Regions from separate parts of the Mus musculus genome. Here regions 1 and 2 are each linked to region 3. Evidence: chromatin contacts called from public HiChIP or PLAC-seq and Micro-C data. All regions are on one chromosome and are shown on one strand. Each heading gives the region's core, a stretch centred on a gene start, on an enhancer-like site or on the middle of the called end of the contact. The rest is flanking DNA. Distances are from core to core; before and after follow the strand shown.

Region 1 (3,793 bases), core at 1,253-3,752, 210 kb before region 3:
TATCTATTTGCCCCCAGTTTCATGTGTACTGTTTCTATATGACCCATCACGCCAGGTCCTCACTGGTACAGTTTTCGGGACTGTTTCTGTAGTTAGTAAGTAGCACCATTCTTAGAGCCTCTGTTTCTTCTAGGGCCGTCCTTCTCAGCCTGTGGGTTGAGACCCCTTTGGGGGTCACATAGCAGATATTCTGCATATCAGGTATCTACATTACTATTCATAATAGTAGCAAAATTAAAAGTATGAAGTAGCAGCGAAATAATTTTATTGTTGAAGGTCACCACATGAAGAATGGTATTAAAGGGTCACGGCATTAGGAAGGTTGAGAACCATTGGTCTAGGGTCTTTGTAGCAGTCTACTTGTAAATACAGTGTCTGTGTGTACCATGCAAATATAGTAACCATAGAGGCTTGAAGAGGGCATTGGATCCCCTGAAACTGGAGTTAGCCACAGTTGTGAGCTACCATGTGGGTATTGGGGGCTCAAACCCAGGTCCTCTGGAAGAATAGCCAGCGCTCTTAATCACTGAGCCATCTCTCTAGCCCTGAAAGTAATGTTCTTATGGCTACTTCAGTACCTACTTTAGGGCTGCAGCTCAGAGGGAGAGAGTTTGCCTATTGTGGGTGACACCCTGGGTTTGATTCCCAGTTCCTCTGATTCCTAACAACAACCAAACCAAATCAGACCAGACCAGACCAGACCAGACCAGACCAGTACTGTGCTTCAAGCAATCACACTTGCCTTGTTATCTCCCCACAGCATCCTGCTAGTTACTGTTTAAAAGGGAATTTCATTAAAAACAGAATTTCTGGATGAACATTCTTGCCTGACTGGCTCTTGATACACATTGTTGGATAATATTTTATCTTCCTCTCCTCCTTTTAAAATTATTTCTTTTGTTTTTATTGTATGTGTATGTATGCTTTGCTTGCATGTATGTAGTCATACCATGTGCGTGCCTTCTGCTGAAGGAAGCCAGAAGAGGGCATCAGACCCTCTGGATTACAGATGGCTGTGAGCAACCATCTGGGTGCTGGGAAACGAAACAGGGTCCTCTGTAAGAGCAACCAGTGCTCTTAACTGCTGCGCCATCTCTTGAGCCCAAATTTTTATTGTTAAAGATTGTATTTATTTTATGTGGATCAGTGTTTGCCTGCACGCATGGAGGCCAGAAGAGGGCACCAGATCCCCTGGAACTGGAAGCATGGATAGTTGTGAGCCACCATGCCAGTACTGGGACCCCAACTGGGATCCCCTGCAAGAGCAAGTGCTCCTAACCACTGATCCATTTCTCCTGATCCCTCCCTCCTTTTTAGGAGCAATCTATTAGTGTGGCTGGATTTCAAGTTTTCCAGTATTGTACATACTGCTTTCTAAATGGATTAAATAAGACACTGTCCCAACATTGCCTCTTCCCCTCCCCCTTCCCCTTCCCCTCCCCTCCCCTCCTCAACAGAGTCTCATGTAGGCCAGGTAGTCCTCAAACTTGTTATATACCTGAGGCTGACCTTGAACTCCTGATCCTCGTGTTTCTACATCCCAAGTGCTGATATTACAGGTGTGTACCACCACACTCAACCCAACATTGATATTCTTACTTGCTTGCTTAATTTGCTCACACATATCTGTAATCCCAGCACTTGGGAAGCTAAGGTTGGAGGATCACCATTTTGAGGTCAGCCTGCTCTACACAGTAGGGCTGTGTATCAAAAACAAAACTAAAATAGAAACAAGCCTAATGACCTTGCTGTCCTCTGAGTTTACAACAGAAAGTCCAAATCTCTGAAAAGATCCCACAGAACGTTTTTAGAAGGATAGAACAGTGAATTTCTGGTGTGGGGTTTTGACTTTGTGCTAGTTATATCATATTCATTATGGTCTACAGATTATAGGTTGTTCAGCTAATGCTTAAGGTAAAAGTGAATAGGCATCTATTTTTTTTTTTTTAAATAAAAGTATGTTATATGGAATAAACAAATTCAGGAAAATAGTTGATTTTATCATCAGGCTAGAACACACAGGATGCCAGCAAGGGTGGTCACACCATGCTTCTGCAAGTGCGCACGCGCGTGCACACACACACACACACACACACACACACACACATATATTCAATGCTGAAGACCAATCCTAGGGCCTCATGCGTGCTGCTACGTAAGCACTCTGTCTGGAGGCACTGGTAGTTAAAGCTGCACAAACATGGAGGGATTTAACCAGTGCCACATTTGCCTCCGTGTATTTTTCCCTAAGTGTTCGCATTCACGGTTCTCGCTGTGTGGCTGCCGTTTGCCAAGTCCTTTAGATCCCGTGTTCTGTGCTGAACACAACAGGGACTCTGCCTGTTTAAAAGGAAGACGAGGAACTCTTGCCAGCGGCTTAATATTGATAAGAGACCTGGGGCAGACCTCCGTGCTGGGCCGATACAGGAACCGCCGGACTCTGGAGTTTGGGTGGCTCGTGAGAAGTCGTCCATCTTTGTTTGTTTGGTTTTCCTGGCCCTTAGGCTTCCTGCCACTCACCCTGTTGTTTTAGCCCCCCGGGGACTGTATCTGCTGACTCTGCACCGCTCTGGCTGTTTATTTTCATTTGAAAGTTGATGTCCGCAGACTGAAATGCTGTGGGTGGGTGGGACCAAAAAGACTTCTTTCAGTTGGCGGCTTCCCTTTTTTGAGTGGTTGTGCTGTCTTCCTATCTCTCAGAAGCCATGACAGTTGGTCGCTCACACCTGGGACACAAGTCACTGAGACTGTCCTGGATGAGCCCTGCCTTCTCCTTGCCCTCGGTGGGCAATGCCGTGTGTACAGGGAACTTCAGAGAAATCTCCCTGCGCTTGGTGGAAGGTTGGGACGAATTCTATTGAGAGCAGCTTTAAGTCCTTCAATTCCTTTAGTTAATTTAATTCCTTTAATTGAATGTACTCAGCATGTCAAGGCACTGTACTTTGGGTTTTATTGTCTGAACTCAACAGTAGCCTAATCTGAAGTTGCTGGGAACTGAAAAATAAAATTTCATCTGGGGCTGGGGGAACAAGGGTGGTACTGGTGTAGGAAAAGGGCCAGGAACACTCAATTCCTCCTAAGTTTTCCTGTTTTTCCTTTTCCTTCCTCAAGCTAAACCTTGAGATACATGTTTTAGTTGTAAAAAAATTCCTAGTTATAGTCACTTACGCAAATGAGGATTCCTTCCATGCATCGATGGTGTGTATTGTTCCCAGGGCTGGGTCAAACTGCGGACCACAGAACTTTGTCTCCCCTAACCCTTCTGCTTTCATTAATCAATGGTGGAATGTGAACTGTCTTTGTAACTTAGCCATCCTAGAGGAGTTCACTGTTGCCCCTGCAGCTGAAGAAAGCAGGGATCATGGGCACCACGTAATCGCTCTTGGATCCTCAGCTGAGCCCCGAATCACCATGCATGAGGACTTGAATAGACACAGTTATGGCAGAAGGTGGAAGTAGAAAATACCATCAGTTTCTAATAATTCTATTATGCCACGCATGGCTGTGTGTGCCTATCAGCCTACACTTGGGAGGCTGAGGTAGGAAGATCTTAAATTCAGAGTCATCCTGGGCCATATGGTAAGCTAGTCAGGGCTACAGACTGAGACACTGTCTTAACAAAACAAAACACCAAATTAAAAGAAAAAAAGCAACTCCCTAAACTCTATTGTCTGTCTCAGTCCTTAACTGGGATAGTTTCTGATAGCAACTGTCACATCCGACTGTCGTCAGGACCATTTATGGTGCGATCCTCTTTGTGCTGGATGCTTTTGTTGATGTCTTCCCCAACCCA
Region 2 (4,220 bases), core at 622-3,121, 180 kb before region 3:
CTGGCTGTCACCATTAAATAAAACAAATGTTGTGGCTTTAAAGTGGATTTTTAACTTATTGGAAATAGCAGAGTGTCTTCTTTAAAATGTAGCATGGTGGTACAGCCATAGGCAGAGATGGGGTTTGCCTAGGCTACCTAGTGAATTCTGGACCAGCCTGGGCTACAGAGTGAGATCCTGGTCTGGTCTACTGTGGTTGGGCAGCTTTTTTTTTTTTTTTTTCTTTTTCTTTTTTGTTGTTGAAAGTTTAACCAACTTGTAACCAAGTATAGTGACTCACACATGTACTCCTAACATTTGGGAGGTGGACAGGGAGACAGAGGGTAAAGTCAAGGCTAGCCTGAGCCACATGAGATCCTGTCTAAACAAACACACAGACCCATAAACGCAAACCAAAAAACACCCTACAAGAACAAAGAAACCTCAGTGACTTGTATTTAAGAATGTCACTTCCCTTGAAGCTCCATCCATACAATGGCTTAGCACATGGCACTTAGACTGACATCACCTCTTCCTCCTAGGAAAGACTAGAAATACCCTAGAGCGATGACATAGGGATGTAAGTGAACTGTTTTTATTCTATTATTTTTTTCATGTCAAGCATTTAAATTCTAAATAAATGATCTCATAAAAGGTACAGAAGTATCCCTGGAATGAGGATGGGAGAAGGTACTCAGAGGGATGGCGCTGAACCACATTTGTTTCTGAGGTGCTGTGAGGTCACCGGAGGCAGGACTGCATTTTCGAACAGACAGCATTAATCTCTATAAGCAGAACACCTAAGCTCAGGGAACTGACCTCTCACCCTCTCTCCCAGCTGCCCTCCCCCACCTCCCGCCTGCCCAGGAGGCTCTGCTCTGCTGTTTCCCTTGGGAAAATCTCTGGGTGTAGTTTGTTTTGGATCATTGCAGGAACTTCTAGGCTAGCAGAGTGAGCACCTTTAATACCCTCAAAACCAAGCAACCAAAAACACTTTAATTTGATGTTCAGGGGTAAATGAGCTCCTGGTTTGGGCAGAGTACCATTCATTTGGCTGAGAGGTTGGTGTTGAAAATGAACATCTTTTCCTTTTGACACCACTTCCTCCGGAGCAGGACTCTCCTCCTCTTCCTCTCTCCCTTTTCCTGTCTATCTCCTCAGGAGTGGCAGCCTGATGATAGCTTGTAAAGGCTGCGCTCTTGGGGAAGACACTGAGGAGAAAGTAGAGGCGGTGATGACAAGGTGAGAGGGCCTCACAGTCTGCCTGCGCTGTCTGAATTCTGCTCCCCTCCAGCCCAAGAGTGTCTCCCTGGCCTTCCCAGTCGGCTTCCTCCACAGTCAAACCCGCTCCTAGAACCACGTTGTGTGTAAAATACTTCAGGCACTACAGTCATATGTGGGTTTTCTTGGAAAGCACATTGAAGTTTTCATCCACATATTTTACATGAGTCACAGGATGCTATTTAAATTGTGTGGGGTGACTGGGTGAGGCAGGGTGGGGTGGGAGCCATTAAAAAAAAATCAAAACTCAGCAAAACCTCATCTTTGCCTTTCATGGCAACCGTCTGTGGGACTGCGTGTCCTGTGGCCAGCAGGCAGGACTTGAAAAGCAGGTACTTGTGCCCTCTCTGGGAACCAGCCCAGTGAGCTGACCGACTGCCACTGCGCAGATTCACCCAAGTACAGCCCTGAAAGCTCTCAACCATCCGGGTAGCTTTAACTGCCGACCAGACACTGCCATTTGCCTGACATTTACTTTTATAAACGTTGTAGTTAAAAAAAAGTATACTCATAACTCCATCATTCAGTTTCCTCTGTTTGAGAAGGGAAGGGGCAAAAGCAGCAGTGTTGACGGTTAGCCTCATCTAATGTCTGGGTCTGGAGGCTAGTGAGAGTTGGACAGGGATGTGACTCAATTGTCAGGCCCTGAATTAGATCCCTAATGCTGCATAAGCCTGAGGGGGAGGGGGAGGGGAGGAAGTGGGAGGTCAGGAGCTGCTAGAGTTTCACATCAGCCTTTGTTACATATCGAGTGGGAGGTCAGCCTTGACTACTGCCTCAGACCAAAAAAAAAAAAAAAAAAAAAAGGAGGCTGATTTCGACAGCCATTAAGAATTCTTAATTGCTGCTGGTGGTGGTGCGTGCCTTTAATCCCAGGACTTGAGAGGCAGAGGCAGGCGGATTTCTGAGTTCCAGGCCAGCCTGGTCTACAAAGTGAGTTCCAGGACAGCCAGGGCTATACAGAGAAACCCTGTCTCGAAAAACCAAAAAAAAAAAAAAAAAAAAAAGGAATTCTTAATTAACAATTAAGTTTTGTCATAATCTACTTCCCAAGTGTTCATTGCTTGGTTTTGCTGCCCAAATCTGGGCACGCCTGCGGTATTGGTTGTGTGTGACCGGATCGTTTGTTAGATGTGGCGTTCATTCCCATTCCCTCAAAACGAAGCAAATCCAAACAAACAAACAATATAAACCAGCTCTGTAGGGAGATGTGGTCAGACTTTAATTAGGCAGAGGCAAGCTGGTTGCCTGCTGTGGTGATGGCAGCCACTGAAGTATTTCACACAAAGCAGCTTTTTATAGAAATGCACCCCTCCAAGGCAGACTGACTGGAGAAGCAGGAGGGTGTGGAGGAGAGACAAGTGAGTGGCCACACCCCTCTGCCTTAGCTATCTGACCCATCTATACACCCTTCAGGGCAAGGAGGGCGGCAGCCTTTGGGGTCTGAGGTCCTGACTAAAATGAGCTACCTTTGTGGACAGCAGGGAGCTGAGCCCAGCGTTTGACATGGCTTGAAGCCTGAGGTCTGTGACTCCATCCATCTCACACAACTGGGCTACCACAGCAAGAGCAACCAAATGTCAAGCCAGCAGGCCACTGGAAACCCTTACATAATTGTAGCAGGTTTGGGTTTCCTCTGGTTCAAGTTTTCTTGCCTCTGTCATGATCAAACGATTTGGAGAAAAGGCATAGAATTTCAGAGGAGAATCTGCATGACAGCGCACAATGAGGCCATTCTTTTCGGGGCTCACAGGATCTCTGAGTCGGCCTTCACCTCTGGCTTGACTCCAAGGCTCCATTTAAACTGAACCAACCTCACAGACTTAAGTGATCCAGGAGGGACTCAGTGGGAACGGCCAGCCACTGTGGCTCTTTTTCCTTTTTTGATAAGGGGACAGAACACAATGGGCTTTACAGTTCTTAAATGACTCTGTTCTTTGGTTCTCTTTGAGATGTGACGCTCATATGGCCCGATTATACTTTTAAAAGGTTTAAACACACACACAGTGTGGACCCCTTCCCTTTTGAATAAAACTTTAAGAAGAATATTTTTTAAGAATTTTAATTTTTTTGTGATGAGTGTTTTGGCTGTGTGCATATCTGTGCACCTGTGTGTTCCTAGTACCCACAGGAGCCAGAAGAGGGCACTGAATGCCCCAGAACTGGACTTACTGATGGCAATGAGCTACCATGTAGATGCTGGGAACTGAGCCCAGGTCCTCTGCAAGAGCAACAAATGTCATTGACCTTGGAGCCACCTCTCTAGCCTCTGTTTTATTTGTTTATTATTTCTTGTGAGTATCTGTATATCTATCTATCTATCTATCTATCTATCTGTCTGTCAGTTATATATTCTTCTGAGACTCTGTTCAATCTCAAACTCTCCAGCAGACAATACCCTTGACCATTTTGATCCTCCTGCCTCTACGTCCCAAATGCTGGGATTATAGGCTTGCTGACATTTTTTATTTGTGAGGAGTTATTCTGATATCACTTTGACACTGAGTTTCTGTAGTTGGGCTTTTGGGGTTCTTTTCATTCCCTTAAATGTTACATAAATGAAATGTCCCAGTGAAGTTGGCTGGGCAATTAGCGTTGTAGAAGTGAACAAGATGCTAGTACGACTCTGTTGGTGGCAGTGAGCAGCTAGGACAGCAGTTCTAAACAGACATCCTGCATATCAGATATTTATATTAAGATTCATAACAGAATCAAAATAATTTTATGGTTGGGGTCACCACAGCATGGGTTGCTGTATGAAAGGGTTGCAGCGTTAGGAAGGTTAAATGCTACTGACCTAGGAGGTGGGGGGATCCTGACATTGGTAGAATCCCAAATGTGGGGCATACCCACTCTTTCCTTTAAAAAGGTCACATTGCTCTTTGGAGCTGAACTTGAGAATGGTTCTGAGCTTTAGGAATCTCCGGGATGCTTGTGAAAACTGCAGGTACCTCAGTCCC
Region 3 (3,629 bases), core at 453-2,952:
TGGCAAAGCAGAGGGAAGGCATTATTCAGGTTAGTTCTGGTTGCCAACCAAGTCTACAAGGGTCTGTCTCAGGGTGGTCTGATGCTTTGAGACGGTAGATTTGTCCCCTGAATGTTTTCATGTCTGACACACAAAGCCACCGGGTCCGCCCCTACTCTGGGCATCTTTGTAGCCTTCCCACATGATGTTTAACTGACTTCAGTTTCCAGATCAGTAAGCTCACCAAGTCTCCATTAATTGCTGCAATAAACCTGCCTGACAAGAAGAGAAGAACACTGACCACTAAAGGTGCCTAGAAGTATGTGAAAAGATCAAAGGCCTCTGCACTGGCACAGAGGATGTGAGCAAGAAGGACGTGATTTTCTGTGTCAAGTGTGCTCCTCTTTGGACACCTGTGTGATAAGGCAATCCTCCGGGCTCTTTCTTCTGACTTCTGTCCTGTGTGGTCCTGGGGCATCTTCCACCTGCTTGCCCTGGTACTGCTGTACAAGGAGCCAGAACCGGGGTAATATTTATTCTATAGGAAGAAGCAAGAGTTGTCCTTCGGGATTATCTGCTGTGCTGGTTCAGCTCTGTTAAGCAATGCACAGATCCTTGTGGATCCATGCCTACTATGTGCAAAGTGACCATTACTGTAGGAATGAAGAAAGCAAGAACTTAAAACTTAAAAATATATTGATGATCCCCAAAGAAGTTTACAATCTGCTCAGGGGGAAAATGACCACACGTGAGCCTGACTGGATCATGTGTGCTTTCAGGTGAGGTGGAGAAGGAACTAAGAACGTGTTGTAGTCAGACTGTGGGAGGCAGGGAGGGACACCAGGGTAGCCTACAGCGGCCTTGTTTTTGTCTCCATCCCTGGGTTCAAGGTCATTCTAGAGACCATCTGTATGCTCCAAATTTTCATGATTCGGGTCCAATTCCGAGAACTCTGGTTCAAGTATTTTATTAAGGTGGGTTTTTATAAAGCGTTGACTCAACCTCCATGACCTGGGAGAGACATTTTAGGAAGCACTATTACTCTCGTTTTGTGAGAGAACGTGAACCAACAGGTAGAATGTAGCTAAAGTGAGAATATGACCCAACAGGTAAGAACATACCTGCCAGCCAATTTTGTAAAATAACCAAGTTACACATGTTACAAGTCTTGTCTGAAGTAGCACAGGGCAGGCCCTGTAAAACTAGGTCCTTACATGGCTTCCAACATTTCCAGCCCAGGACCCCCTGTACCACCCTCTATGCTTGCCTTGACCTTACCCTGCCCTTGATGTGACAGCAGACACAGTGGGATCTCTCAAGATGGAAGTCCACTCCCCTTCCCTGGACAATGCAGGAAGGGATTCAGATGACTAATAAAAACAAACCTTTGAGACTCCTAAGTGGTCATTAAGGAATAAAGAACCTCCAGGCTGCTCTAGAGGAGAGGGTGCCCAAAGGGTCTAGAAAGGATGAAAACAAACCAGTTGTCTTCCTACCAGGATGACCAACAGGAGAGACTCACTACTAGCTGGGTCCACAAGCCTGTTCCCCGTACTCTGGATAGCCCTCACTTCATTAAGGGCCCTCCAGTGTCCAGCCCCAGCAAGGCCCCAGCGGGCAACTTTTCCCTGTCCTTGATGGGATCTGGCTGAGCTTGCCCATCGCGGTCCACGCTCCACCCACATCCACAAGAAGGGACAAGCCTTCTGTCCCCAACCCAAGGGAAGACCAGCCTACACCTGGAGTCTCTCCTAGGGGACACTCGCAGTGGTCCCTGGCTTCAGAAGAAGGATCCCAACGAGTGCCCTAATATAGTACCACTAAGACCTGGCCCTAACAGGGAAGGTCCCCTGCCCCTTGCTCCACAGAAGGGGACCCGCCCCGCTCCTCTGTCCCGGAGAGAGGGCGGTGCGCACCACAGAAGGCGCGTCGAGTGCCCGCGCTCCTCTCCCGCAGCCCTCCCGTGCGGCGTCAGGCAGAGGCGGGGTGGGGGCGCGGTTAAAAGAAGCCACAGGTGGAAACCGGGGCTCCACCCGCACTGTCCCCGATTCCATTCCCGCTGTGAACCGCCGGCGCCTGATCCAACCTACGCTCAGGGTAGGAGCTCTGAGTGCCGCTGCGAGCCTGGAGCCGGCTCCCACCGAGCAGGTAAGCGCGAGTGGGAGCATTTCCTCCGAGAAACCCGGGCAGGTAAAGGAAGTGGTCTGTTCCCTTTCTCGCCAGATTTGTGGGACGAGGGGGTGGCAAGTATCTCCAGGCGGCCCGGCGGTTACAGACAGTCTTGACCATGCGGGGGGTGGGGGGGGGGGAGGCGGGGGTTTGCCAGCATCCTTATCTGCCTCCCATCGGCATCCCGCCTTTGCGAGCCCACCGGGAACTGGAACCGCGGCAGGGTGGTTGTCACCCGCGCCGCCCCCTCCCTCGTGCCCTGCAGTAGGAACTGGGATGGACTAGTTTGACTTCTGCATGCACCATGCCCCTCTGACTTGCACGACAGGTTTTATAAACACACCAGGCTGTTTAAAGTGACTAGAGTCCGGATTAAGTCCCTTTTCTCATTTCCTTTGCTGGTTTGGGGCTGTCATCGATTTGGGGAGCGGGCAGAAAAGCACAGCAAGGAATGATGTTTATGGTCAGTCAAACCCTGCGACTTGGAGAGAAATGCCCATTCAGGCTGCATGATTAAGACTCTGGAACTTATGAAACGAAGATGACAGTATAGTGCACAATAGTAATTAAAAGTAATTGGTGACATGTCGAATTAAAAAGTTCAGACGCGGATAATACTTCCTGAATGAGCCTAGTTCCAGGTGTTAGCAGCCTGGGTTTTGCAAACTTGGGCTCCCTTCTATTCCTGGGGACCAGGCCTCCGGTCTCAGAGAATGTGGCCTTCATACAGCTATGGACACTGGAAAGTCCGTGGACCTGCAGCCGCGGTAAGGGACACCAACCAGGAGACTTTAGTCCGTTCGAGCCTGATTAAGTTTAACGCTGCAGTCTTGTTTTCTTTCAAGTAGATGCTATGTTTTCTTTGCCCCAGTTCTAACAGAATCCAAGCAGTGTTCTAGAAGAAAAACGTCCTGTCCTGATGCAGTTTCCTTAGAACTGCAGGATGCTGCTCAGAACGGCCCCTGTGGAGAGCTTTGTCAGCTCTTTGGATTCAGCAGAGTCTTTTGGGGGGGGGGGGGGTGCTGTCTGAACTCTGCCAAGAAAGGGGGGAGGTGATGGAAAAAGCCTGCTGTCACATAACTGGGGGTGCGAAGGGTTCCTGTTCACCTCACAGGGGGACTTGAGACCCACAAGACTGATCCACCAACCCAGGTCACACTGGTGGCTGTTATTGAAAGGTAAATTCCCATGGTGACTTTGTTCTCTATTTCTGTTTTCTCTCTTGGCGTGTGAGATACGGAGAAGAGTTGGGTAGGGTCTTTCAACGATTTTATCAATAGAAAGAAAGCTCAGACTTGTACATCCTCAGTCTGAAAATTCCAGAGTCTAGGTTTGTGTGCATTGGTTAGGTGGGATACAATCATGGGAAGATTGTTTGTAACTGAAGTTTCTTGGTCCCGGGGGCCATAATCTTACACTGTCCTAGGCAGGATTTTCAGGAGCTGTTGCTTGATCTGGGAGGGTGGAACTGGGCCCCAGGA

The links. Hi-C and Micro-C count contacts between places; a contact is called where the count stands out from the background. HiChIP or PLAC-seq counts read pairs in DNA pulled down with a chosen protein or histone mark.
Region 1: a contact with region 3 is called in a Micro-C map of embryonic stem cells, with 2.2 times the contacts expected there. The contact joins the enhancer-like site here to the promoter of Gjb6 in region 3. A contact is called at or near these places in 9 of 39 promoter capture datasets (the C10 cell line, cranial neural crest, embryonic stem cells and 2 more), 3 of 484 Hi-C or Micro-C datasets (the AML12 cell line, embryonic fibroblasts and embryonic stem cells), 7 of 115 datasets of contacts at active chromatin or transcription factors (bone marrow-derived macrophages, embryonic stem cells, forebrain and 4 more) and 3 of 9 other capture datasets (adipose tissue, liver and pancreatic islet).
Region 2: a contact with region 3 is called in an H3K27ac HiChIP or PLAC-seq map of embryonic fibroblasts, with 11 read pairs. The contact joins the enhancer-like site here to the promoter of Gjb6 in region 3. A contact is called at or near these places in 9 of 39 promoter capture datasets (the 3T3-L1 cell line, the HPC-7 cell line, cranial neural crest and 4 more), 2 of 484 Hi-C or Micro-C datasets (bone marrow-derived macrophages and nephron progenitors), 10 of 115 datasets of contacts at active chromatin or transcription factors (T-cell acute lymphoblastic leukemia, acute myeloid leukemia, astrocytes and 4 more) and 3 of 9 other capture datasets (adipose tissue, embryonic stem cells and pancreatic islet).

The regions. Positions count from the first base shown.
Region 1 is chr14:57,343,725-57,347,517 of GRCm38.p6, reverse strand. The region is part of intron 3 of Cryl1 (crystallin, lambda 1); the gene reads left to right. Among named protein-coding and RNA genes, the nearest start is that of Gm23593, 12 kb to the right of the region's middle. Within about 2 kb of position 2,502, at least 30 of the 459 cell types and tissues checked have an H3K27ac peak or open chromatin away from gene starts, as enhancers often do. A contact at or near this core is called in embryonic stem cells, liver and pancreatic islet, where this site is marked.
Region 2 is chr14:57,314,567-57,318,786 of GRCm38.p6, reverse strand. All of the region lies in intron 3 of Cryl1 (crystallin, lambda 1), which reads left to right. Among named protein-coding and RNA genes, the nearest start is that of Gm23593, 17 kb to the left of the region's middle. Within about 2 kb of position 1,871, at least 77 of the 459 cell types and tissues checked have an H3K27ac peak or open chromatin away from gene starts, as enhancers often do. A contact at or near this core is called in astrocytes, embryonic fibroblasts, neural progenitor cells and 1 more, where this site is marked.
Region 3 is chr14:57,131,684-57,135,312 of GRCm38.p6, reverse strand. It overlaps Gjb6 (gap junction protein, beta 6), which reads left to right and starts at 1,702. Exons shown (of 3, transcript NM_001010937.2): 1 at 1,702-2,127.